4 separate regions of the Mus musculus genome follow, and regions 1, 2 and 4 are each linked to region 3. A link is a contact called in public Hi-C, HiCAR-type and HiChIP or PLAC-seq data. All regions are on one chromosome and are shown on one strand. The core of a region is the stretch at or near the end of the contact, and the rest is flanking DNA. Distances in the headings are between cores, read along the strand shown.

What was found. Hi-C and Micro-C count contacts between places; a contact is called where the count stands out from the background. HiCAR-type assays count read pairs that join an accessible place to other places. HiChIP or PLAC-seq counts read pairs in DNA pulled down with a chosen protein or histone mark.
Region 1: a contact with region 3 is called in a HiCAR-type map of astrocytes, with 3 times the contacts expected there. The contact joins the enhancer-like site here to the promoter of Nrxn1 in region 3. A contact is called at or near these places in 2 of 39 promoter capture datasets (hippocampal neurons and stem cell-derived epiblast-like cells), 2 of 484 Hi-C or Micro-C datasets (cortical neurons and embryonic stem cells) and 2 of 115 datasets of contacts at active chromatin or transcription factors (astrocytes and forebrain).
Region 2: a Hi-C map of cerebellar granule neurons shows a contact between it and region 3, with 1.8 times the contacts expected there. The contact joins the enhancer-like site here to the promoter of Nrxn1 in region 3. A contact is called at or near these places in 3 of 39 promoter capture datasets (hippocampal neurons, neural stem cells and stem cell-derived epiblast-like cells), 3 of 484 Hi-C or Micro-C datasets (cerebellar granule neurons, cerebral cortex and neural progenitor cells) and 1 of 115 datasets of contacts at active chromatin or transcription factors (astrocytes).
Region 4: an H3K4me3 HiChIP or PLAC-seq map of neural progenitor cells shows a contact between it and region 3, with 14 read pairs. The contact joins the enhancer-like site here to the promoter of Nrxn1 in region 3. A contact is called at or near these places in 1 of 39 promoter capture datasets (liver), 1 of 484 Hi-C or Micro-C datasets (cerebral cortex), 3 of 115 datasets of contacts at active chromatin or transcription factors (astrocytes and neural progenitor cells) and 1 of 9 other capture datasets (adipose tissue).

Annotation. Positions count from the first base shown.
Region 1 is chr17:90,583,609-90,586,308 of GRCm38.p6, reverse strand. All of the region lies in intron 15 of Nrxn1 (neurexin I), which reads left to right. Among named protein-coding and RNA genes, the nearest start is that of Gm32337, 120 kb to the right of the region's middle. Within about 2 kb of position 1,253, at least 64 of the 459 cell types and tissues checked have an H3K27ac peak or open chromatin away from gene starts, as enhancers often do. A contact at or near this core is called in astrocytes, cortical neurons and forebrain, where this site is marked.
Region 2 is chr17:90,692,906-90,695,605 of GRCm38.p6, reverse strand. All of the region lies in intron 8 of Nrxn1 (neurexin I), which reads left to right. Among named protein-coding and RNA genes, the nearest start is that of 4930480K15Rik, 170 kb to the left of the region's middle. RefSeq lists an enhancer at 1-226. Within about 2 kb of position 1,430, at least 2 of the 459 cell types and tissues checked have an H3K27ac peak or open chromatin away from gene starts, as enhancers often do. A contact at or near this core is called in cerebellar granule neurons, where this site is marked.
Region 3 is chr17:91,091,552-91,094,251 of GRCm38.p6, reverse strand. It overlaps Nrxn1 (neurexin I), which reads left to right and starts at 1,450. Exons shown (of 23, transcript NM_020252.3): 1 at 1,450-1,653.
Region 4 is chr17:91,450,280-91,452,979 of GRCm38.p6, reverse strand. No RefSeq gene overlaps it. Among named protein-coding and RNA genes, the nearest start is that of Nrxn1, 360 kb to the right of the region's middle. Within about 2 kb of position 1,354, at least 23 of the 459 cell types and tissues checked have an H3K27ac peak or open chromatin away from gene starts, as enhancers often do. A contact at or near this core is called in cerebral cortex and neural progenitor cells, where this site is marked.

The DNA.
Region 1 (2,700 bases), core at 4-2,503, 510 kb after region 3:
AGTCTCTCGTTGGACCAGGAATCCCCAGCCATACTCCTGTTTTGTCTCTGCCTCTCTGCACTGATTTACAGGCATGTGCATGGCCACGAAGGCTGTTTGTGTGGATTCTGGGATACCAACTGGGGGTTTCATGCTTGTGTATGCAGTACTCTTACTTACAGATCTACCTCTTCAGGTTGACGTATTTATTTATTTATTTATTTAATCCAATAGTTATCCTGCTCAATTCTGTGAAGCCACTGTGCTTTCAGACCTCTCAGATGAGGTCACAAAACAAGAGCTGCTCCCTAAAATTAGGCTGAAGTTTCAGGTTATAAGTGGGTTTGTGACTTTTAATAGGAACAGCAATCCCAAGAAACACTCTGGAGGGAGAGCGTGATGTAACCCATCACATCCTTGCTCTGCAGGACTTCGGTGCTAGCCAGATGCTATTTACTGAGCACTGACTCCTGCTGAGGGTCCTGCCATGAAGTTACCATCCCAAGGAACACACTGCGTCTGAGCACTCACATGTAGGACATGACAGGGAGGAAAGCTATGGCACTGCGTGTGGGTACCGCAACTGGGCTGAGCATGAAGACTTTTTGAGAAAGCCTTGTTTAAAGGATACAGGAAGAACAAGTGAAAACAACCAATGGCTGCTCTTTCTTCCCTCGTGGGCAGCCACGGGAACTAAGGATGAGTTTATGGGTATGAGACATGCAGGGCTTCACACCTGGAACTGACTGTGCCTGCCAGTCACGTAGGAATACAGGAAGCAGGAGAATCACTGTATCTGAGTCAGTGGGTTTATTTTCATTGACATTCACCCTCTGAGAATTAAATGTATTCTGACTTATCCACACCCTGTTCAAATCCATGAAGAATCTTTACTTCTCTAAGGGAAAGCAGTCAGCTTAGCTACACTGCATGCCTGGTAGTTCCTGAAGTGCAGAATTCCGTGTTCTTCTTAGAATAACTCACCAAGGATGCCCAGGAACGACTAGAGATGTAGTCAGAGATCCTCACTACATGTCGTGAGCATCCTGAACCAAGGCACAATTTATGTTATACAATCTTTAACTCACTTTTTAATGGGTTTGACTTTGGTCAGTCCTCATCTGAAGTCACTTGGCTAAATCAAATTTCTGATGTTTTCACTTACATTACTATACCTAAAAGAACCACCAGAGGGCAGCATAGGGCCATGCACTGTTACACAGTGTTGGGGAGGGGATTAATTCGCTCCTCTAGTGCAGGCAAACAGAATGCCTTTGTTTCCAGAATGTAAAATTCACATTTAGCCTTGACAGCCATTCAGGCTTTTGTCCAAGACTGGGTTTTATCTTGTAATTGTGGAAATATGAAACCCAGACCTCTCTCCTCCCCACCTCGATTCATATGGAAATCGTCATGAACAAGCCTCTACCCAAGGAGAGTTCCAGAAAAGAAATTCCGTGCTGATGACCTTGTTCTAGCGATCTTTTCTCGCACTGCCCAAGTCTCCTGGGTGTATGCCTCTCCCTGCTGATACAATTTGTTTTCATCTTTATTCCCAGCTGCCGATGTCTATTCCCTTTGGCTATTAAGTACAAGCTGCAACACGCAAGGAAAGACACAACATTCATGTACTCTGGACTGATCTCATAGCATGACTCTATTTATTCTGGAACTTTTGAGTACTGACCCCTTTAGTGAAATAATGCAATCCCTCCGTGTGCTTGTCTTGTCCTAATTTGGCAACTTCTATGCTAAAATATATGGAAAGGGGCTGATATTTATTGAGTCCCTATTAAATACTCAATGGATTTAAATGAGGTTATTGTATGTAATCCTTATGAGTGTCCGGGATTTGAATTGAGGTCAGTCTTGCTTATTCATTTATGTAGTTCAAGAATAAAAATAGAACAGACGAATAGTTTTGGGTCTCCATCTTCCATGGGTGTCCTTATTTAAGAATTAAGTTAATCCATCAGCAAATTGAGGCTTTTAAAAATTTGATTGGGGCCCGACTATGGTCCTAGGTGTATAGCGGACAGTGCCCTCAGGTGGCCACTTAGCAAAATTACACCTTGTAACTCTGGCTACATCTAGGTCATCCAGGGGGTGAACACTTTGTCCCCTTCTCCTTTATCCCTCTTACAAATCCCAAATTAATTTCCTTCCTCATCTTTTAGCATTTTCCGTATCTCCATTCAAATCTTCGACTAAAGGTAGCTAACTGCCGGCTACTGAGTTTCCCTTGGCCAAGCGAGTAAAAGGCCCCCTAATCAGCCAGGACTTTCCATTCCAACGGATTCCATGTCTAAGTGGAGATTTGCATACATCCTATGCATGTTCTTTTCTTTTGTAACGCAGATCAGTTTGTTCCCTAGCGGATCTCTTTCTCTGGACCTGGACATGAGGCACACCGGCCTGATCTACCTTTTCACATTGTGCTTTGAAAAACATTTTATTGAATGTTGTCACTTCCAAAGTTTTGATCACATTTAAACATGTCTGAGCTTCATTGCTTGACATGTGTGACTTTGGGTAGCTCTTTTGTTCTTTCCTAGATCCTTTTGCTCAGAGAGGAAATGTTCAGATAAGAATTTGACTTATATTGACAGTGGAAGAAATTCTTGTTGGCCTCTTGGTCATGATGTAGTGAGATTTACTAACACGTTCTTAATTTGTGTGAGGTTATTTTAAGGATTATTTGAAAATTGAAGAGACAAGACA
Region 2 (2,700 bases), core at 181-2,680, 400 kb after region 3:
TTAAATGAGCTATTTTAAGATGTATTGCTAATATATGCAAGATTAATTGCTTATAGGAAAATATAGAGGAAATTTAATGGACACTCATGCTTGGCCTACCTAATACACCGATTGCCATCATAGCTACAGATTCCTTTCCATAGTAAGTATTTCCATAATAGATCAGATGTTCATCAGATGTCATTTTGGTGGTTCAACTGGAACAAGTGAGGTCACGGATCAGGTGACTTCTTGCAATAACTGTAGTATATATTCAGGCTAAATTCCCTCCATGCTCATCTTTCTGAGAATAAATGATAACTCTCTAGTGACTTTGGGCGGCCTTCCAAAAACCAAGTCTCGGTTTGCTGCCTCAGAGAATCTGGTTTAGCTCAGACTCTCTATCAGACTAAGGAAGACATGGCGATTTTATATGTTAGATAACTGACCTAACAGAATGCAGTCACTAATTAGCTCATGTTAGAACCTGACAAACCCATCCACAGGACCCTTGCCCTTAGTTCCAATTCTGTGTTCTTCCCATAATATAATGCTCTCTCAGGTCTTTTCATTCAATTGCAGGGTTTCAATAAACTCAACATTTGCTGAATTAAGAGTAAAATGAATTTTTATAGGGAAAAATAGCAAAGGCAGCCTAGATTTGCAGGACTTTGGAGAAGGGAGACTTAAGGTTAAACAGCACCTTTCCTACTTTGGTTGTCATGTGCCTTCCTCATCAGCCACCAAACCCAGACACTATTGCATATGCCAGCAAGATTTTGCTGAAGGGACCCTGTTAGAGCTGTCTGGTATGAGGCTATGCCAGTGCCTGGCAAATACAGAAGTGGATGCTCACAGTCATCTAAAGGATGGAACACAGGGCCCCCAGTGGAGGAGCTAGAGACAGCACCCAAGGAGCTGAAGGGGTCTGCAACCCTATAGGTGGAACACCAATATGAACTAACCAGTACCACCAGAGGTCATATCTCTAGCTGCACATGTAGCAGAAGATGGCCTAGTCGGCCATCACTGGGAAGAGAGGCCCCTTGGTCTTGCAAACTTTATATACCCCAGTACAGGCAGTACAGTGGAATGCCAGGGCCAAGAAGCGGGAGTTGGTGGGTAGGGGAGCAGGGCAGAGGGAAGGTATAGGGAACTTTCGGGATAACATTTGAAACGTATATAAAGAAAATATCTAATAATAATAAAAGAAAAGTTTGCCATGTATACTAAGAGGAATTCACAGGAAACATTTAGATGTGGTTTCTAGACTTCCATGAAACACTGTGCAGGAATGTTGCTCAAGAATGAATTAACTTCTGTACATTGTAGCCTTGGGGACCAGGGGAAGAACAATTGGGGCAGAAACCAGACATCCTGCCATAGACCTTCCTCTTTGAAATTGGGCTCAGGGAGTCCCATCTGCTCAGGTCCCCAAGGAACTGGAACTCAATTCTTTAGTTCAAAAAGCATCTGGTGAGTTCTTGCCTGGAATTCAGCTTTCACAGCACAGCAATTCCCTTTCAGGGAACGACAGATTTTTATTTCCCATCATCTTCGGCAGATGCCCCATAGCCTGGAACTGTATCAGCAGTTGGCATAATGAATTGTGGTGCTTTCAAATACCAAGCTAGCATAACATGGTCTGGTAGGGGGCTCAGTGACATTTTAATTCTAAGTACTTGATACATTTTATAGAATATGACATTTTTCAGCCCAGCAGAAAGCAGCAATGAACAGTGGCTAAGACTGAGCGTTGGCTGTTGGTTTCAGCTCCCGCTGAGCAGTGTGTCCAGTTTAAATTAGCCCTTCTACTAAAAGTGATATTCGAATATGTGGATACAGTTACTCATTTTTTGAATTTACGTTCATAAGCTCAGTGTGTACGTGGCATGGCATTTACAGTTGTCAGAGGAGAATTTACAGGGATCAGTTCTCTCCTTTCATTTTCTGATGTTGTGAGATTGAGCACAGCCCCTCAGTAATGACAGCAAACACCTTTACCAGCTGAGCCATCTTGCCGAAACCAGTTCACTTTAATCAATATCTACCATGTCCCATGCTCTGTGTTGGGAACTGACAGCCAACACATAAAATCTGTTCACCGAGGATTCTATGTGGAGAGCCAACAGAACAAAATTACAGCACAAGGTCCATAAGTAAGGCAAGGCAAGTTACCCTAGAAACAGCAGAAGCAGGAATTATAGTGTCCAAGGAAACTAGTGATGATTTGAAAGACAAGGTGATGAAGTAATTTGTCTTACTTTTTGTGTGTCTGAATGACAGAAGCAGTATTATATTAAATGTAACCATAAAAGTGGTGGTGGGGATGATGGTGGTGGTGGTGACAGTGCTGATAAATTAGTTCTACCACCCGAATTTGAACCTAATAGGACACTTACAATAACACCAATGACTATGTAGCATGATGCAAGCAATGACAAAGTTTGTATAGAAATGCAAGTTTATAACTTTATCAAGGTTGAGCCACATTAAAGGAACTATCTGAAATTCATCTAAAACTAAATGAGTATTTGACATCTCTCCTTACTTTGTATTATTAGATGATATACCCCTTTCTTTGTTTCTCTGGATCAAAGTGTTTATGTTTAGAAGAAAATTATTTCTGGGCACTATAATTGTTGTCCCCCTCAAGGGGAAATCATCATTATTGAAACATTCTTAATTACTTTCAAAATGAAAGATAATTTTTTTATTTAG
Region 3 (2,700 bases), core at 201-2,700:
TTTCTACATATGTCTTCCCTAGATGATACTGCTTTTCTGAGTTCATTAAAAGATGTGTAAGTCTGAGGTTACTTAGATATTTGAACAAAAGTAGCAGAAGTGTAAACATGCTAATATTTAGGAGAGAGTTCTGGTTTTTCTGGATGGAAAAAAAAATCTTGTATGTGGAAATCTCAATTCTCCTGAATTTGCCTAGCTCTTACATTCTTGCTTTAAAGAGTCTGAAGGCAGAAAATAGTCTTACCTCAGCATTTGAGGCTGAGGCTATCAAGTCTATGATACCGAAATAAAAATATCTGGTATTTCTACTCTAAAACAAATCTGTGGTGGAAATATAACGGGGATAGAAATGTAAATGTCCAAAGGACTCAATGCGTAATTTAAAGCCACAGATTCCAGACTTCTATCCACTTTGTCTGCAAGCTCTCTTAGAGTTAACTCTTTTCTCACCAGGCACAGAAATGCCTACTGAGCATGCCTGATTACACAGTAACAGAGACTCACACCACTCTACACTTTTTTCCAGGTTTTACCGGAGGCTAAAGGAAGGAAGAGATAGGGGCGCAGGGGCGGGGGAAGAGTTTAATAGATAGAGAACTTGGTTCAGCTCAGGATGCCCTCAGCGGAGGCAGAGAATGGAAAGCTGGAGGACCCATAAACTGTCAGGAAAGCACCTTGGGAGACGCATGAGTCTGGTCTCCAGTTTGATGCAATAGCCTGGTGGGTTGCTCTTAAAGTCTTTTATCACAGTGTAGGCAGATGGCTCAGGCAGGGCTATAGCAAGGGGTGGGGCAGGAACACTGAGTATTGTAGGAAGCCAGTGCAGGTGTTGAGTCCTGCCTGCCCCTGCATTCTTCAAAGAGCCTCTAGCTTTGCAAAGATTCAGAACAGGAGATCCAGGTGCACACACACAACCAGAGCTCCTCTTAGTCACCATTCCCTCGGCTTCAGCTCCTTCCCTTTAGCTGCGGGGTCCTTTTCTGGCATCTTCTCAGGTACCCCCGCCCAATCACGGCTAAATCCCGGAGAAGTGGAATCTCCACAAGATTTTCGTGGGTCTATAACAGGGGCTTGGGCATGCTCAGTAGGCTCTCTCTCTCTCTCTCTCTCTCTCTCTCTCTCTCTCTCTCTCTCTCTCTCTCTCTCTCTCTCTCTCGGAATGGGGGGGTGGGGTGGCGAATGACTAGTTAGAAGTGCTTGTGGCAAGTCTCCGCCCTAAGATTCCCCCTGCAAGGGGAAGATGCCAAGGTAGAGACACCTTGTTCTCAGCATCTGAACTTGGAAGGGGCTGCAGCTGCCAGCTGAGGCCACCCTTTCCCCAGCCAGAGCACGGGCCGGCCGCTCTCCATGGTACTGCGGAGAGCTCAGCTCCGCCCTTCTCTTTCAGAAGGACAGCACCCGGCGTCACGTAACCCAGCCTTCTCGGGCTTCACCACCGCCTCTTCCTTCCCTTTTTCCCTCTCCTCCTCCTGCTCCCCCTGCTGCTCCTCTCTGTTCCATGTTCTTCCCTTCCTCACTCTTGGAGATAGACGCTCAAGCCTGACGCCTCGGAAAAAGGCAGCAGCAGTCGCCTTATCCTTAGACCTCAGGAAATTCGCTTTTACCGATGCATGCTTCAGGTTCTGGCTCGAGCTAAGGGGAATAACCAGGCAGGTAAAGGAGCTCAATTTGGGCGCGGGGGAGGGGGAGGGGAGATGGGGCGAGGCAAGCTGGAGAAGGATATCTTTCCCTGTTGTAACTGGGCCAGGATCTGCCACAATTACAGAGGGAAGGATGGGTGGTGGGAGGGTGGAGGAGTGGAGATTTTGGTTGTTTTGCATGTAGCCTTTCAAATGGCAAGATGAGATGGTGGAACTAGGTAGTAACTTAAAGGCTGAATGCAGTGATTTATCATCCAAAGAAAGAAAAGGGAAAGGCAGTTAGAAAACAAAACAATAAAATATATCTACATCTCTTCCTTTCTCTTCCTTCATGAGCAGACCTGACTGTGCCCACCCTTAATTTGTGCAGTAGACTTCAGGCTTCAAGAAACTGCACTGGTGTTAGAGATGGTGCTTAGAGACTGGGCGGGAAAGCCAGGGAGAATTTTGGGTGTGCATTGGTATTGAGATACTTTGCAAAAGCCACAGCCAAAAAGATAAAACTTGTATATTAAAAAAAAACATAGATTTCAGAGTCTTTATGGAGATATATATTGAAAGGTTTCTTAGTAAGGTGTGTGTGTGTGTGTGTGTGTGTGTGTGTGTGTGACTGAAGACATGGTAAAATAAAGGCAACTGCAGCTAATCAGCATACAGTATTGATCTGTCCAGTGACTTGGGAATGAATTTTGTTCTAGAAACAGTAGAAAAGATTAATGAGGCTGCCAGGCAGCTTTTGAATTAGAGCGCTTCTTGTTTTGGCTGCAGTATGGTTGTTTTTCAGATCCCTTTATTTCATCTTCTAATTTGCGAACTTACCAGGTCTTTCTGGGCACCTAGGGAGAATCCATTTTCTCCATATAGATATAGATACTGTCTCTCACACAATGAGCTTCCTCTAGGAACTGGGAGAACCAGTTGACCTCCCTTGTGATAAGAATATATATATATATATATATATATATATATATATATATATATTCTTATTAGTTTTCTCCACCTTACCTCTATCCTTTACAAAATGGTAAAGATGTGCATTAGAGGAGGAGGGCACAAGAGA
Region 4 (2,700 bases), core at 105-2,604, 360 kb before region 3:
GCTGCTCAGGGTAGCTTGACTTGGCCTAGAGAAATAGGATATTTTTTTTAAAAAGAAAATGGCAGAGCCAAGATCCAAACATCTTTAAGATTGAACCAAAGATTTCCTAAGATTTCATGTCCCAGAAATCCATTTAAACAGTGGATAGTGGGTTTGGTAAGGCAGAGAAATAAGCATACCTGAGAAGTGAAACAAGTTTCACAATGGATAGAGCCTAAGGAAACAAAAACTAATAATAGTTAAAATAGATAGCTGAATTGAGGATTACAGTTCAAACTCAGGAATTAGCCTCTCTTTTACAGTATGATAGAGCTAGTTTGTGCTGTTCTCCACTATAGTTGTATACACATTGAATCAACTCTGCATTCAAGGTTGTCATATTGCTAGCTAAAAATAATTCTGTAAGGTAGAATTTAGATTCGATGAAATGATAGATTCAGAGGGAAGTCAAAGCCAGTAATATAACAGCATTAAGATAATACAAAAATGAGAGGGCTGAAAGCTGGAGAGGTTTCCACCACTGTCTGTTTGTCAGATTAGGTCAACAAAATTTCCAAATGGTAGTGAACCTCAACTTATAGTTATTGTGAAACAAGGCAAGGTCATTAACTATGAGTAGGGCAAATGTCTTCAGGATATTATAGGATTTCAGTGCAAACACTGGTACTCCATCCTTGGACAGAAATAAAGTAGGTTAAATCAGTTTTGAGCTTTCCAATAGAAATAAAGCATAGTTATAAAGAATGCTACAACAAATAAACATAGAGAGTTAGTAAGTATATATGCAGACCTCAAACACTAGAACTTCTTAAATTATGTCAAACAAATAGTAGCAAATAAAGAAAGACAAAGTGAGAGGGGTGGCCTAAAACAGTGAGAAGAGAGGTACTGTGAAGAAGAACTTAAAAAGGAGTTCAGTTTAGACAAATGTGTGCTGAAGTGAAAAAAAAAATCTAGGATGTCTCCATGGCAGCTAAATCCTGGCCAAATTCTCCATTTAACTTTGAAGCAAAGCCTTTCACAAGCTGTCCAGAGCTTGGCACATTTAGGGCTGGGAAAAGGGACAACCATTATTAAAATTTTGGCCAGGAGGATATGCAGGTGGAGAGAAGAGAGACAAATGAGCAGCTGAGTAGCACTAAAGAAGCATTTGTAATGAGGTGGTAGCTATGACTTGAGAAAGGCTGCCTTACATTTCCCCAGATGGTAGCTTCTAGATGAAAAGTGATGTCTTTTACATCTCTTCCCTTCAGATATTTTTTACTTGAAGTTCTGTCACTATGCTTATCTGGGCTCCAGAATTCAATCAACAGGGATTTTCAGAGAAATGTGGCCTCATATTTGACTTGACAGAATAAGAAAAGACAAAGAGAATATTTAGCTGGCGGAGCCAGCAAAGGTCCTAGTTAGTGCTCTGGGAGAATCTCCATTAGCAACATGCTATATCTCTGACATTTTCCCCTAAATTCTGTATATTCTTTAGACCCATGCTATATATAAACACCATTTCCACAACTTTATGAGAAGCAAGACATGTGGTTTTTTTTTTTTTACCTCTTAAAATATTCCAGACATTTCAGAGACTACATCCCTCACTATGCATTGAAAGTCCTTTGTTTAAAGTGTTCTGAAAGGATTTCACAGTGTGTGTTCTTTTTCTTGTTTTATTCCTCCTCCTCCTCCTCCCCCCTCCTCCCCCTCCTCCTCCTCTTTTGATTCTGTTGTAAAGGGTACACATTTGTGACCAACATTGTGAATTTTAAATGATATAATTTCACAATCAAGGAGAATTTTTGACTTCCAGATGTGACGCTTTACTTGTAAACCCACCACTTCAGAAGTCGATGCAAAAGGTAGAGTTCAGGGTTTTTCTTAACTGCATAGCACACTTAGGGCCAGTCTCAGCTACAGACATAGCAAAATGGTAAGGATGAATGAGTGTCCTACTCTTAAGTTATTGCGACCAGAATTCATGAGGTTTATGTATTCTAAAATGTTATATGTGCATCAAAGGCTTGACTATAAGTGCAATTGAACAAAATGTCATTCTAAATTGTGTGTGTTTGTGTGTGTGTGTGTGAGAGAGAGAGAGAGAGAGAGAGAGAGAGAGAGAGAGAGAGCAGGGGAGGGAGGAGAAAAAGAAGTGGGGAAGGGAAAAGGAAGGGAAGATAGACTGAGGGAGAGAGATCTTTGTTCATGTTGATGGAAACACCAAGGCAAATTATGAAAAATTAAGTTATATATTGAAATTAAGTTATATATATAGCTTAATATATTAAAAGCATTAATATATATATTAAAAGCATATATATATAAAACTATATATATATATATAACTTAATATATATATCTTAAAAGCATTCACCAGTTGACCTTACCAAGATACCAAATTGCCAAAGGCATTTTATGAGTGAGGTCTATGAGATATTTCAAAATATTGAAAGGGTACTGCTAATATGAAACTAATAAGCAATTCAATCTTAATACATTTTAATATTTCTTGTAAAGTTGGTGTAGAACTCTAAACAAAAAAACAATAAAAAATAATGAGATAATGGTTCTTGAAGTCATTTCTGTTCACAAAGTCACTGTGTAACCAAGGATGACATCAAGCTCCTGATCCGACTAATTCCACCCACAATAGGCAATATTACAGGTAGTCACCACCACAACTATTTATGTTGTAGTAAGTATTGAACC